Regions from separate parts of the Mus musculus genome. Here region 2 is linked to region 1. A link is a contact called in public HiChIP or PLAC-seq data. All regions are on one chromosome and are shown on one strand. Each heading gives the region's core, a stretch centred on a gene start, on an enhancer-like site or on the middle of the called end of the contact. The rest is flanking DNA. Distances are from core to core; before and after follow the strand shown.

Evidence for each region. HiChIP or PLAC-seq counts read pairs in DNA pulled down with a chosen protein or histone mark.
Region 2: a contact with region 1 is called in an H3K4me3 HiChIP or PLAC-seq map of the SCID.adh cell line, with 11 read pairs. The contact joins two enhancer-like sites. A contact is called at or near these places in 4 of 484 Hi-C or Micro-C datasets (Th1 cells, Th2 cells, embryonic stem cells and 1 more) and 1 of 115 datasets of contacts at active chromatin or transcription factors (the SCID.adh cell line).

The regions. Positions count from the first base shown.
Region 1 is chr2:9,490,573-9,497,066 of GRCm38.p6, forward strand. No RefSeq gene overlaps it. Among named protein-coding and RNA genes, the nearest start is that of Gm13218, 99 kb to the right of the region's middle. Within about 2 kb of position 3,384, at least 45 of the 459 cell types and tissues checked have an H3K27ac peak or open chromatin away from gene starts, as enhancers often do. A contact at or near this core is called in the SCID.adh cell line, where this site is marked.
Region 2 is chr2:9,552,116-9,559,703 of GRCm38.p6, forward strand. No RefSeq gene overlaps it. Among named protein-coding and RNA genes, the nearest start is that of Gm13218, 37 kb to the right of the region's middle. Within about 2 kb of position 6,151, at least 7 of the 459 cell types and tissues checked have an H3K27ac peak or open chromatin away from gene starts, as enhancers often do. A contact at or near this core is called in the SCID.adh cell line, where this site is marked.

The DNA.
Region 1 (6,494 bases), core at 2,134-4,633:
TAAGCCTGGAGTCAAATCTCAGAAGTTACATCCAGGAAAGGTGGATGATATCTATGGATCTCCCTGGTGAGGATGTGCTTAATCTCTTACTTAAATTGGAGGGCTTACTGGAGAGATGAAAAGGGGACCATAAGAGCTAATGGCAGATCTATCAGTTCTATGCAAACAAACTTAATGTGGCTTGGTGCAAGCCAAGATTAAATGTGACTGGGTGCTCTTATATATGAAAAAACCCAAATACATACGTACGTACGTACGTACATACATACATACATACATACATACAGAATGAAAAGTATAAAAACTTGCACAACTCTTTTATTAGCCTCTTGAAATAACTAGCATTGTGTTGAGCTAAAAGGTATTTTTGAATACTTTTTGGAGAATTAAGCTTATTTGTTATACTTTCAGGACAAACAGGAAAAAAAGAAAAGCCGTTAGTCAGCATTGTCTTAGAAGATAAAGCTTTAAGATAACAGCATCTCTGGGTCAATGGCAAGCTTCAAGAATTGATTGGCAGGTCTCTTCTGAATTTCAAGTGCAAATTACATACCCAGCACCAACCCAGTAGCTGGGTTACACATGCCTCAGGAAAGGGGTTTATTCCAGGGTCCTGTCAATGAGGGGGCTCCATCCCTTTAAGAGTCAAACAGTTACATCGTTACATCGTTACATCGGCAGTATTGAATTTAATGGACAGAAAGAATAAAAGACAAAAGTAGGATATGTCACACAGAGAGAAATGAACAAGCAGTTGTGATTCTTTAGTTTTTGATTTGTTGGATTGTCTTTCATATTTTCACAACACGGGGAACCAATTCTCTGCCTCTGTACTGCAGAAAAGTTCGAGAACAAAACCACAATTTCAGCTTTGAGGAAAGGAGTCAGAGCTCCCGGGAGAGGCTTGTCTTGGTTTGAGCACTGAGGCCTCAGTTGCTAATCATGAGCCACAGAGTGAAAGGGGGACTCAATTCTAGCCCTGGAGATGGTGTGTCTTCTACCCTATGACTGTGCGCTACAATGCCCGGAGGTATCATTCTAAATAACATAAATATCTGTAATCTCTACAAAGTCAACTGAAAGACCTTTCTGAAATGTAGTTGAAGAAGGGGAGATGGTGCACACTGGATGCTTCTAGACCCGAGTCTCTTCCCTATATTAAAAGCCCAAATCCTTGAGGAATACTCCATGAACACACACACCTGTCAAAAATTGTTGAGCCACTGGATTTTGGTATTGGAAGGATGAAAAGCTGTGGTTCCTCTCCACAATTAAAGAGAGATGAACAAAAGAGACAATAACAATTGACTATGTGGGTATGGTGCTACATGCCTAGGATCCCTGCAATTGGGAGGCTGAACCAGGACCATGAGTTCTGGACTAGCCTTGCATACATAGCAGCAAGAGTTTTCTTCTAAGATATTTCATTTTTCTTTATAGCTGAATAATTCTCCCCTATGAATTTGTACCATATGTTCATTGTCTATTCTCTGTTGATGGGCATCTGAGCTCCTTCCTCTTCCTTGCTATTGTGAATAGAGCAGCAACACATAAGGATGCATATGTATCTTTGTGGTAAGATGTAGAGTTCTTTGAGTGAACATCCAGGAGGGGCAGAACTGGGTCATAGGGTAGTTTTAGTGTTTTGAGGGACCTCCAAGCTGAATCCCATAATGCCTAGTATTAACTTGCACTCCCACCAGCAGTGAACAAGAATTCCCCTTTTCCGACATTCAGTGGAATATTATTCAACTATAAAGAAAGCTAAAATCGTGAAATTCACAGGAAAACAGATGAACCTGGAATATATAATACTAAGTGAATGTCTCAAGCTCAGGAAAAAACAAAAACAAGATGAGCTGACTGCTCTCCCTGTCTGAGGATCCCAGCCTATAGTATCCTTGCACATATGTAAATGTGGGTAAAGTAGAGCATTTAGGAACGAGACCAAGGGAAGGTAATACTAGGTAACAAGGAAGGAGGGATTGCAGGCAAAAGAGTCATGAAGGAGGACATAAAGTTTTCTCCTAGTTTCTGGGCCTGTCATTGTTGCCCACCCTCCCCCACCCCACCTTCAAGGCGGGAGATATGTGAATTTAACTGTCTGCATATTAAAGTAGCATTTTTGCATTCCAAGGGAATCTGACCTGTTAATCTTGTGATTGTGAAAGCTGGATTTCTTTTTAATTCCATTGATCATTAGCGCAATAGGAACCAGACATGATGACTCGCTGAATACATTTATTACACTGGCCCATTTAGAAAATGTTGGGGGGGGGTGGTTTTGTTTCTGTTGTTGTGATTTTGTTCTGGTGGGAGGGAATTTAGAACCTGAGATTTATACCTTTTTCCTTGCAATTAAAACTATATCAAGTCATTCTATTATAGTGTTGTTTTAATATGTAAACTGTACTCTATACCTAAAATAAAATGTGGTTTTGACTTTTTTAAAAAGTAAGATATATTTTTTTAAGAGAAGGAAAGGGGTGAAGGGAAAGATAGCAAAAGAAAGGAAAGGGAAGAGATATTCATCACAGCCAGGTCTGGTATAGCAATCAGTAGTCAAGACCCTGAGTCAGGAGGATCACTAGTTCATGGGCATCCTTGGCTACAGAGTGAGTTAAAGATGGCAACTCAATAAAATTCTGAGTCCAAATAAAAAATAAAAATTGGTCTGAGGCTATAACTCAATGGTGGACCGGTTGCCTGGCTCGCATGATGCCTTATGGTCAATCTCCGGTACAAAGAAGAAAAGAAAGGAAGGAAAGGAAAGAAAAAGGGAGGGAGAAGGAGGAAAGGAAGGAGGAAGGGAGGAAAATTAAGGAAGAAGGAAGGAAGGAAGGAAGGGAGGGAGGGAGGGAGGGAGGGAGGGAGGGAGGGAGGGAGGGAGGGAGGGAGGCTGGTTCCTTAACTATTTAATCCAAGTGTTACATGACCAAGAGGCTTCTTCTGAAAGAAAGACTCAAAGAGTCCATAAAATGAATCTACTGTTCTACCAAGGAGCTGTGAAGAATAGGTAACCCAAGAGACATGTCCCTAGACACAAAGAGAAAGATCTAAAGGATGGCTGAGGAGGAGAAGCCAGCAGGGCCTGTCTGTTCAGATTCTTCTTAGCCTCCCTGTTGAGAATTCCTTCCTCCTGGGTATAAGGCCAAATCCCTCTGCAATGTCGGTCCTGTGACCTGTGACTGCAAGACAAAGGCGGATCAGAGAATTTCCTTATGGCTGACCTCTACCCAGAGACCCAGGTTCTGGAAGGTCAAGTAGCATTTCTGGTGGTTGCGACTTGCTTTGGGGAAGAGGGATTCCAGTTCCTGTGACTCACTTAGAGGCAGAGTTCTGGCTTCTATGGCTTGCTGCAGGGGGGAAAGGACAGGAAATAGGAGGGGAGGAGTCAGGCTGCTTCTGAAGCTGCTCCTTAGGCCTTGCAGTCTTGAGTGAGTACGTGACAGGCAGTGAACCAAAGTGACACACTTTTAAGCATCATATTCTGAGTCCCCACAATAACTGTCATGATTCCCACTGTGATTGATAGTGCCCCTGCGGTAGGGTGACTTTGGATCTCCTTCTCCGAGAGACGTTTGGCAATTTATGGTAGAAGTTTTGGTCACTTCCATTATTGGCACCCAGGCACACTGTTGAGCTTCTATATGCAGACAGCTCTCCATGTGAGAAATTAATGTGGCTCAAGTAAAAAATTGCCACGTTTTAAAAATCTCACCCTATCAAAGGGAATGACAATTCAACATGGGGCTGTTCAAATGAAAAGACACAGCAAGAATCACTACTGCCACAATCTGGAGACCTGGAAACTTTTTCATAGTGTGTGGCTATGAGATATTTTCATCTGAGATTCCACTGACAAATACGTTGGATGCTACCACATCCTCAGCTTTGTGCTAGACACAGGCAAGAATTCAAAAGCTATACTAAGAGGCACCAGCATCTAAGCAGTGGCTTTGTGATTAAGAATGTTTGCTGTATAACAATAAGAACCCAAGTTAAAGCCCCAGCACCCATGGAATAAGCCATAAGCCCATGGTCTCCCACACACCTCACCCTCAGCACTGGAGGGGAGATCGGAGGACCATAGCCCTGCAAGCTGCCATCCTAGAACATGAGCTTCAGTGTCGAGGAGAAGCCCTGCCTCAAAGAAATAAGGTAGAAAGTAATCAAGGAAGACGGCCAATTCCCCAACCTCTGGTCTCTCCATGCACATACACACAGGAGCATCTATATATTACACACGCATACACCATACTCAAACATACAAACAAAAGAACTAAAGATCAAAAGGAGAAAGAGAGAAGAAAGAAGATATTAAAAATGGAAAGGACACATACACACTTATAAAATTAAACTGCAATACAGAAAACTAATAACCAAATTAACAAAGCATGCATTTAGTTAAATACAAAAATTAAGAAGTTAATGCTCATGTTAGGCACAAGTATTTAGGACAGTCAAAAGCTTAACGAGTCAGGGAATGGTGGTTTACACCTGTCAGTCCAGCACTTGAAGTATGGATGCAGGAGAATCAAGATTTTAAGTTCATTCTCAGCTACATATAATTCACGATGTTTGAGACCAGCATGGACCACATGAGACCCTACCTCAAAGAAAACGTAATAGCAGTAAGTTTAATAATTGTTCACTAATCTTTTGAGGAGAACATTAAACTGGTTTTTAAAAAAAAAACCTTTTTAGTATTAATTTCAACCCTACAAATTCAATATACAGGATTTCTTTCTGCAAAGCCACTAGACACCTCCCAAGAGATCAAATTAGGGAGTGGTGGAGGCACAGGATTTTAATCCCAGCACTCTGGGGCAGGGGGACAGAGGCAGGCAAACCTCTGTGAGTTCAAGACCAGTCTGATCTACATAGTGAGTTCCAGGACAACAGAGAAACACTGTGTCAAAAATAAAAGAATAAAATAAAATAGAGTGAGAGTCCCAGGACAATGTGTGGACAGGGAAATGATGTCCTCTGGGCTTAATCGGATTTCTAATGGTGCTAGAAAGAAGTGGCAAATTTGGTGACTAACGGGATGTGCTTTCAAATTAGACATTGTACACTTCTCTATTTAACCTTCATTTGTTTCAAAGGCAGCCACACCCACGAAATCTCAACAATAGGGTTACTTAAGGCAGACCTGAATACCAGTTGACATGCCAGCATGAATGGCAAAAATCTCATGCGACTCCACTCTTAGATGAAGAGTTACAGGCAATTAACAATTATTAAAAGAGGAAGAATTAGTCTTTCCCAGTAATGAGCCCCCTACTTGGTTTTCTGATACCAACCGCTCAGCCTGAAAAACATACCATACAAGCAACACTAAATGGACTCATGTTGCTGTTATACGTGCATTCGTATATACATATAACAATAACAATTAAAGAGACAATTAATTTGAGAGGGGTGACACAGGGCGGACTGGGGAGAAAGGGAAGAAGAGGTGATATAATTATATTTTAATTATATATAAAAAGGTGGAAAAACGAAACAGTCAGTCTCCTGAATTCCAAATAGTGAAAGGAACCAAAGCTAAAAATTAGACACAGAAGAGAGAGCTGATTTGAGTGGGAAAGGCTCTCCCATGGCTCAGCAAACCTATTGAACATACTTACTGAACATGGAGCTTAAACAGCATTTGCACATTTGCCACTGATCCTTTCCTCCTTGCCGGATGGATTTCATGACTGTAATTGCTCCACATGGGTAGGTATCCGAACTTTATAGCAGGGCTGGGGATGCAGCTCAGTAGTAGAGTGCTCGCCTAGCTTATGTGTAATCCTGGGTTCAATGCCCAGTACCTGAAAAAGAATTAGAGCAAATAGAACTTTTCACTCAAGTGAAATGAAGCTGCTGATTTCCTTTGGAAATGTCTTTACCAGGCAAAGCTGATCTGGACTGGTGAAATGTGAAATGACTGCTCAGATATAAGGAATGTGACGGGCCAGGGATGGTCGTCGGTTGCTCTGTGTCTTACCTGACCGACATTGCACTTAAGTGGAAGATTATGAACCAAATCCAGGAAGCTCAGGATCTATGCAGTGGCATTGCGTTGGTGCAGGTCCTTGGGGCTGTCACTCATGTGTCCTCATCCATCCACAAGGAAAGGAGTGAAAACCCAATACGGCATATCTGTGCGGAGGAAGTCCTTGGCCTTTTTCATTGTCTGCAGCTGGCCCATGATGGAACACACCACAGATCAGATACCGGCCAAAGCTGCCTCTGAGATGCGGATTGCAGGGTTATTTCTGTTTGCACACTTAAACTGGCCTGCACAAACACTGTAAGTGGCAGCGGTCATCAGCTGCTATCTCTCAGCTATGCTTGAAGAAGGAGATGGCAAGAAAGAAGAGGGACATGCAGTATGCCAGGGCCTCTCTGGCAGTCTCCCCCAGAGAATGCCAGTACTGCAAGATGAATGTCACAAGATTAGGACCCCAGAAACCTATAGCCTTTAATTGACAATACTTCAAGAT
Region 2 (7,588 bases), core at 4,901-7,400, 64 kb after region 1:
ATTAGTCTGTGAGAAGCCAGGCATAAAGCAATTCCAGCTTACCAGCCAAAGGTCAGATAAGTCCCCTGACAAGCTTCAAAGCTCTCTGTAACACTCCATTGCTGAAGGCCACAGGCCATGGGATGTTGTAAGTGGCTGCCATGTTTCGAACTAAGCCTCTGTGTTCAGTGCCACAACACCTAATTTCATCTCAGAAGAAAACACTCTGTCTGTGTGTGTGTGTGTGTGTGTGTGTGTGTGTGTGTGATATATGTATGCACTGAGTATGGAAGTACCTGTGTGTGTGTGTGTGTGTGTGTGTGTGTATGTGTGTGTGTGAAATGTGTGTGTTGAGTATGCAGGTGTGTGTGTGTATGTGTGTGTGTGTGTTGAGTATGCAGGTACCTGTGTGTGTGTGTGTGTATGTGTGTGTGTGTGTATTTATATATATATATATATATATATATATATATATATATATATATATGAGCTAGAAGTCAACATGTACATATGTATATACGTATACATATATGATACACATATACACACACACAAAACCCAGAAGCCAACCTTGGGTGCTGTCCCCCAGATGCTGTCCACTTTGTTTTTTGAGCCAGTATCTCTCACTGGCCTGGAACTCACAAGTTAGTCCCAGGAGAACTAAGGCTCCAACTTATCTCTGCCTCCCCAACAAGAGGATCCTAAGTGTGTATGGCACTGTACTGCTGGCTACTATGTTGATGTGGGTTTTAGGAATCAAGCTCAGGTGTCTATGTTTGCGAGGCAAGCATTTTACTAGCTAAACTATCTCCTGAGTTCCAAATACTGAGTTTTAGAAATGCCAGAACATCTCTGCATGTTTCTGTCTCTCTTCCTCTTTGTCTCTCTTTTTCTCTTTTTGTCTATCTCTGTTTGCCTCTGTATGTTTCTCTATCTCTGTGTATGTCTCTTTCTGTGTCTATATCTGTCTTCTATCTCTTTGTTTCTGTTTGTCCTTCTCTCTCTGGCTCTCCTTTGTCTCTTTTTTGTTTCTCTCTCTCTCTCTCTCTCTCTCTCTCTCTCTCTCTCTCTGTCTCTCTCTCTGTCTCTCCTCTCTCTTGCGCGTGTGTATGTGTGTGTCTTTCCCCCCAACCTCCTCTTCTCCTCTCACATTTTAATAAGGAAATTTATGGCTTTGGAAAACCAGATGGGTTTAAGTTGCTTTACCAGCCCCTGCCTCAGGGATGTGGGAGATCACATTTGGTGGCTTCCAAACTCTGATGCCTTCCAAACCTATGTGGCCTCTGCAAGAAGGAGGCAGTTCCTTCCTCTGCAAGGGAGGAACCTGCCTGTCCTGCCTGGTGACAGGGAGGTGATGGCAGAGGGTGGGTGGATCTAGAGGCACCTCTCAGGTGGTACAGAAAGAGCTCCTGGCAATTTCCATCTTCCAGGTGCAGCTCTGAAACCATGAACTGGCTGCTGTTCAGCTGAGCCCTTGCCACCCTGAGAGCAAGGGATCAGGCCAGGACAAGCTTTAGAGGCCTGGTATAAAGCCATTGAAGGAGACAGCACCAACTCTCAGCTAGGAAACAGCCAAAGCAGGTACTTTACCCATTTGCAAACTAGTGTACAGTAACTGATGCTTACCCTACACACACTGACAGAAGGGTTACCATACTGTGGAGGATCATGAAGCAAGAGATATTCAAGAAACACTGTTGGAGTATGTGGAGAAAACAGTCATTATATACAGGCAGTGGGAGTGTAGGTCAGCATACACATGATGGAAAATAATACAAAAACTTAAACATTAGAAAAGCGGGTGAGCATGTGATCCAGTGTGTCTGCCAGTGTCAAATGAAATGACCCAGTATCTTTTTAAAAGTAAATTTTATTTATTGTGTGTCTCTCCCTTTCCCTCTCCCTCTCCCTCTCCCTCTCCCTCTCCCTCTCCCTCTCCCTCTCCCTCTCCCTCTCCCTCTCCCTCTCCCTCTCCTTTTCCCTCCTCCTCTCTCCTCCCACCGTGTATGTGATGTATCTGTGAAGGCCTGTATCCCATGATACATATATGGTAGTCAGAGGACAATTTTACAGAGTTAGTTCTCTCCTTTGGCCTTTATACTTGTCCTAGGGATTGAACTCACGTCCCCAGACATGTGTGCTATATGGTTATAACGTGCTGAGCCTCAAAACCAGAATCTTAAGGAGTCGTCTTCTATTCCGTATTCATTGCAGCAGTAACCACATAAGGTTGTATTCAAAGTTTGAGTTTGTCAGACGTGCATTGACAAAGTCTCATAGAATGCATGGTTTAAACAACAAAACAGTGTTGTTCCACGCTGGGGAGCAGCAGAATTTGTTCCTTCCAAGTCCACTCTCTGCAGCTCAAAAATGGTTGAGCAGATAAGAAAAACAGTATGTTTACACACAGTCAAATAGTATTCACTGGTGAAAAAAGAAAGTTTCAGACTTCCTTTTTTATATATGAATATGACTCCTGTTGGATCAGATTGCTCCCTAAGGATCTTAGGTCTTTAACTTAATTCCCTCCTTAAAGACATCATGTCCACATACAGTCTCATTCTGAACCAAGAGTTATAGCTTTGAGATACTGGTTTGGAAGGACTCAATTCGACCTAACACAAAACCAACCTTCTTTCTTACTCTATGAAAGCTCAATTCTCTAATGATCTGTTAGGACTTTAACATGAATCGAGGGATGTGCAGTTCATCATCAACTTCTCCATGCAAAACAGGCCTCAGGCTAGATATGGCCTGCAGACCACAGGTTTGCAGTGTTATATAAGGCTGCTGGAGTTTTACAGAGATGAGGAGGAGTAAAAAAAAAAAAAAAACCAAAGGAGAACAAGATCTGTGTAAGATTACCCAGGGAGCGGGCATCTGCCCCCAATCTACAGTACCCAGTGGATGCACCCAGCAGTGTGATGTCACTCTGGTATGTGTGAGGATGATGCAGGTGGATATTGGTGAGCAAAGTGAACCCAGAACCCAGGTGAGCGCTTCTGGGAAATTGCAGGGGACTCAGTGATAGGAGGGCCAAGATTACAGTGCTCCCCAGAAGGCTCTGGGGCAAGGCTTCCTGCAGAAGCAGAGTTTGAGTTGTGTCCTAGCGATGTGAAGAACTTCTTGCTGCTGGCACCTTTTCTTCACCTACACATTTGCACAAGTCACCCTGATGTTCCTCCCTTTTTTATGGCTACAGAAAAACACTCTAAGACTATCACTTTGTGAAGAAAGAGAAAAGGTTTGTGTAGCTCAGTCTTGGAGGCTGAATATTCAAGACGTAGTTTATCCTCTTGTAGGGCTTTATGGAGGTGGTGTCATGGTGGCAGAGCCATGCACACCGAGACGGGAAGAGAGAGGACTCGGCAGCCAGAGCTTCTCTCACAACTGAATCGTGCACAGACAAATTCGGGATCTCACAGGAATGCATTAACCTTCTCCCAAAGGACCAACCCCCATGACGTACTCACCTCGCACGAGCACCTATGTCTTCAAGGCTCCGTTGCCTTTTAGGAGTACCACCAATGTGTGCACATAACCAAACCATAATCAAGCAGTGGCAGCAGCTATTCGAAGCAGGCTTCGTCCTGTATCCCTGAAGTTCCTCCTCCTTCCTAAGCTCCAGGGTTGCACTTTCTCTCCATCACCCCATCACTGTGTGTATAGGTCTGATATTCTGGTTTGCCTTAATCTTGCTTTCCTTTAGACTGTTTCAGCTCCATGTATGCAGATATTCCAGGATGCCCCATGTTGAAATATTCTTCCATAAACCCCCAGCCTGCTGGTGATACCTAAGAGCAGTCTATGCCCACGTCTGAGTACAAGCTCCTGGCTCCATCCCTAGCACTCCACTACAGACTCATGGGAAGTGACACGAGGACACAGCATCAGTTCTGCTTCCTTTGCTGCTAGATCTAATGGTGACTCTGGGTCACTCTGCTTAGCATGTACTGGGTTACTCTCCTCTGATGTCCCTCCTTCTTCTCGAGTCGATACTCAACCATTCACGTTGATTATTTGTTGATAGGACAAACCTCGCTGCTATAGGTTGAACTATGCTTCATCAAAAGATATATTGAATTCCTGACCACTCTATCTATGAATATGACCTTATTTGGAACAATGTCTCTGTGACTGTGAGGCTACTGGGGTCCTTGACTCTAACCCAATATGACTTTGTGTGTTCACCAGAAAAATGAGGTTAGACACAGACTCACAGGAAGAATGTCATGTGAAGACAGAGATGAAGCAGGAAGGCAGACATGTGAAGTGGCCAAGACAGGGGTGATACCCCTCTAGGATCTCCTAGGTCACCAGAAAGAAACTAAAAGAGGTAAGGGTGGCTCCTTTCTCCCCACCTACAAGATGACCCTAACCAATATGATCAATACCTCAGTTGACACTTCTGGGTTCCAGAATGACAAGACGAGAAAATTAATTTGTTTAAGCTACCCAGCTTGTAGATTATTTGTTGTAGCAATTACAATAAAAATAAAAGATGCTGGCTACTCCCCACTGAGTCCCAGACATGTTCTTCCTTTCCAGTTCCATGTGATACCCACGGCCTACGTGCCTGCTGATCTTCAATTTCTCCTTGTAGTTGTAATCACATGCAGCTTCATCAGGATCCAATGGGAATCCCCTCCAATACTGCCCTGGCTTGTGAGGTATATGGTTATCAAGTGTACTTAGTGGATGATGCTGTGCCTCTGTGTGATGCTATTGGCTCTAATACCTGAGTCCTCGCTTCATGCACCCCCCAAATCTAGGTCCCTTGGAAACCACTGTCAGATTCACTTATTCTCAGGGTCACATTAGGTACTTAGCAAACATGCAACATATAAAATGTGAGGGTTAGTGTCTCATACAGGACAATTAGGGCCAGTCTGTGGACTCAGCAATAAAGGGTGCTGGCAGTCAGGCATAAGAACCTGAGTCAGCCCAGGGACTCCACATAGTTGTAAGAGAGAATCAACTTCTGCAAGCCGTCCTCTGGATACACATGCGCGAGCACGCGCACACGCACACGCGCACACGCACACGCACACACACGTAATTAATTAATTAAAAATATAGAATGTGACGATCCACCACCCACTTAGAACTACTGTTTATTAACTACAAACTGTATCAGGGATGTCAGATTTATTACCTTAATCCTCCCAGTCATCTTGGCAAGATAGATGGTCATGATTTCTGTCCCTGTTTTCTTCATAAAGAAGTAAGAGCTTTGGAAAGATCCATCTCCCAGCCAAAGGCACAATAGGAGTGAGAATTAAACATGCCGGCTGGCTGAGAGTGCAGTGTGCGTTGGAGAGAGCCACTGCTTTCCTTAGCAGTGTTTGATGATTGAACTTGTTTTGGAATCAAATGGCATGCTTTTCCCCACACCACTGAGGTCTCCTTTAGAATATGCCCTTAATTAAGACACGGCACTCTGTCTTTGATGGCTGTGGTTTATAAGATTAGGAAATCCATCACAAAAGACAGTGGGGTGGGATTCTGGGACTTTATCACTAAAAAGTCAATTCAAATGTACTAGATAAAATCCCTTAGGGGCATAGTAGCATACGACTTTAATCCCAGCACTTGGGTGGCAGAGGCAGGTAGATCCTTGAGTTCTAGGATAGCCTGGTCTACAGAATGAGTTCCAGGATAGCCAGGGCTACACAGAAAAACCCTGTCTCAAAAAAACACATAAAAAAGTAAAACAGAATAATAAAATAAAATATCAGGTCCCTACTGCACATTTGTTTGTTTGCCCAGTACTCTGACAAGTGGAATATAGACTAGGCTCACTCACATACAGCATGATGCACACACACAACTCTTTTTCTTTAACCTCATCCAGAGACCCCCCTCTCCACTTCAGCAATATTTCCTGTTTTCCCAGAAGCCCTGCTAAGCTGTTCTTCTATGGCTGTTGGAGTTCTTTGCACCCCTTCAAGGCCCAGCTCAAACGCTGCTTCCTCTAGGACGCCTTTTTGCATTCCCCATCCTTGGCTGCTTCAAAAACCACAGAGAACAGGTTTCTGAGCCTTGTGGGTGGGAAGAGAGGAGTTCCCAGACCTGTGTCAGGATTGGGAGCTTGCAGAAACAGGCCCCTCTGCCTAGTGAGGAAAGTACCCGCTGTGGTGAACCGGGCTTCCTTACACTGAACTCCTGCAGCTCAGCAGTGTGAAAGCTTGCTGCCCCTTTTCTCTTTTCCTTTCTTCATACCTGTGTATGTGTGTGTGAGACAGACAGGCAGACAGAGAGGTGGAGAGACACAGAGACAGTGATAAAGGGGGGAGGAGAGAGAGAGAGAGAGAGAGAGAGAGAGAGAGAGAGAGAGAGAGAGAGAGAGGCTTATGTAGCCCAGGCTAGCCTTTAATATGTGGGGTAGCCAAGGTTGAGCTTCAGTGTCCACCTTCCAAGCACAGGAATTAAAGATGTGCATGTGCACCACTCAGTTCTGTCCTGCTGGCAACAGAACCCAGGGCTTCATACCTGGTAGGCAAACACTCTACCAACTGAGCAGCTTCCCCAGTCTTGCAACTCCATTTTCTCATCAAGAGTCCTAAGACCAATGCTGTCTCATAGCCACAAACAAACCTGCAAGAAGAAAAAAAAAAAAAAAAGCAAAATGGAACAAGCCTGGGAACTAGGGCCTGGTAAGATCTGTGGTTAGGACTAAACCACACGTTAATTTACCTGTTTTTAGGGCAATGAAGACTCAATTGTATAAAACTACAGACAGCTGCCATTATAAATCATGCTGACAACGAGACTACTTCTTTTAACCACTTTGTTTTAAGTCTGTGTTTCTGATACTTCATTGAACATTAAAAGAAAGAGAGGGGAAAAAAAAGAAGAAAAAGAAGAAGAAGCAGAGGGAGTGTTTTCAGATTAAAACCGATCCACTTGTAATGTCTGTTCTAACTTATGGGGCTCAAAAGACTTTCAATTAGATGAGCCCAGACAAGCAATAAATACTGAAAGTGAAGTTGAAAATAACTCCCAAGCTGTGATTTATAGATGCCATAACTTATCCACTATTAAAATCATAGTGGCAGTGAATACATAGCATCAAATTCAATAAACCACTGTTTTGAAGTTGTTAGTAGTTAATTAAGTAGATGTCTACGGCTAATAGATTGATTAGCCTTTAAAAGTTTACTCAAGGGGACTGAAGAGATGGCTCAGCACCAAAGAACACCTATTGCTCTTGCAGAGGATCCAGGTTCAGTTCTCAGCACCCACTTGTTGGCTTACCACCATCCATTGTTTCTGAAGTTCACAGGGATCTGATGGACACAGATACCCATACATATTTTAATTTATCTTTCTTTCCAAATTAGAAACACACAAACAGAAACATTAAAGGGAGGAGGGAAAGTACACTGTTCTGTTGTGCTTATGACGTTCGGCTTACTACCTTCTTTGTGCATCCTAATAGTTTATATAGATTAGTGGGGGATGAAGGAGACTGGGGGTGGGGAGGAGGCTGAGAAGGGGAGGGTAGCAGAGGTGAAGCCTGTGTTCAGCGTTCACTATAGAATTGTGTGAAAGTGGCCTTCTGTAGCTGCTAATAATAATAATAATAATAATAATAATAATGAATGTT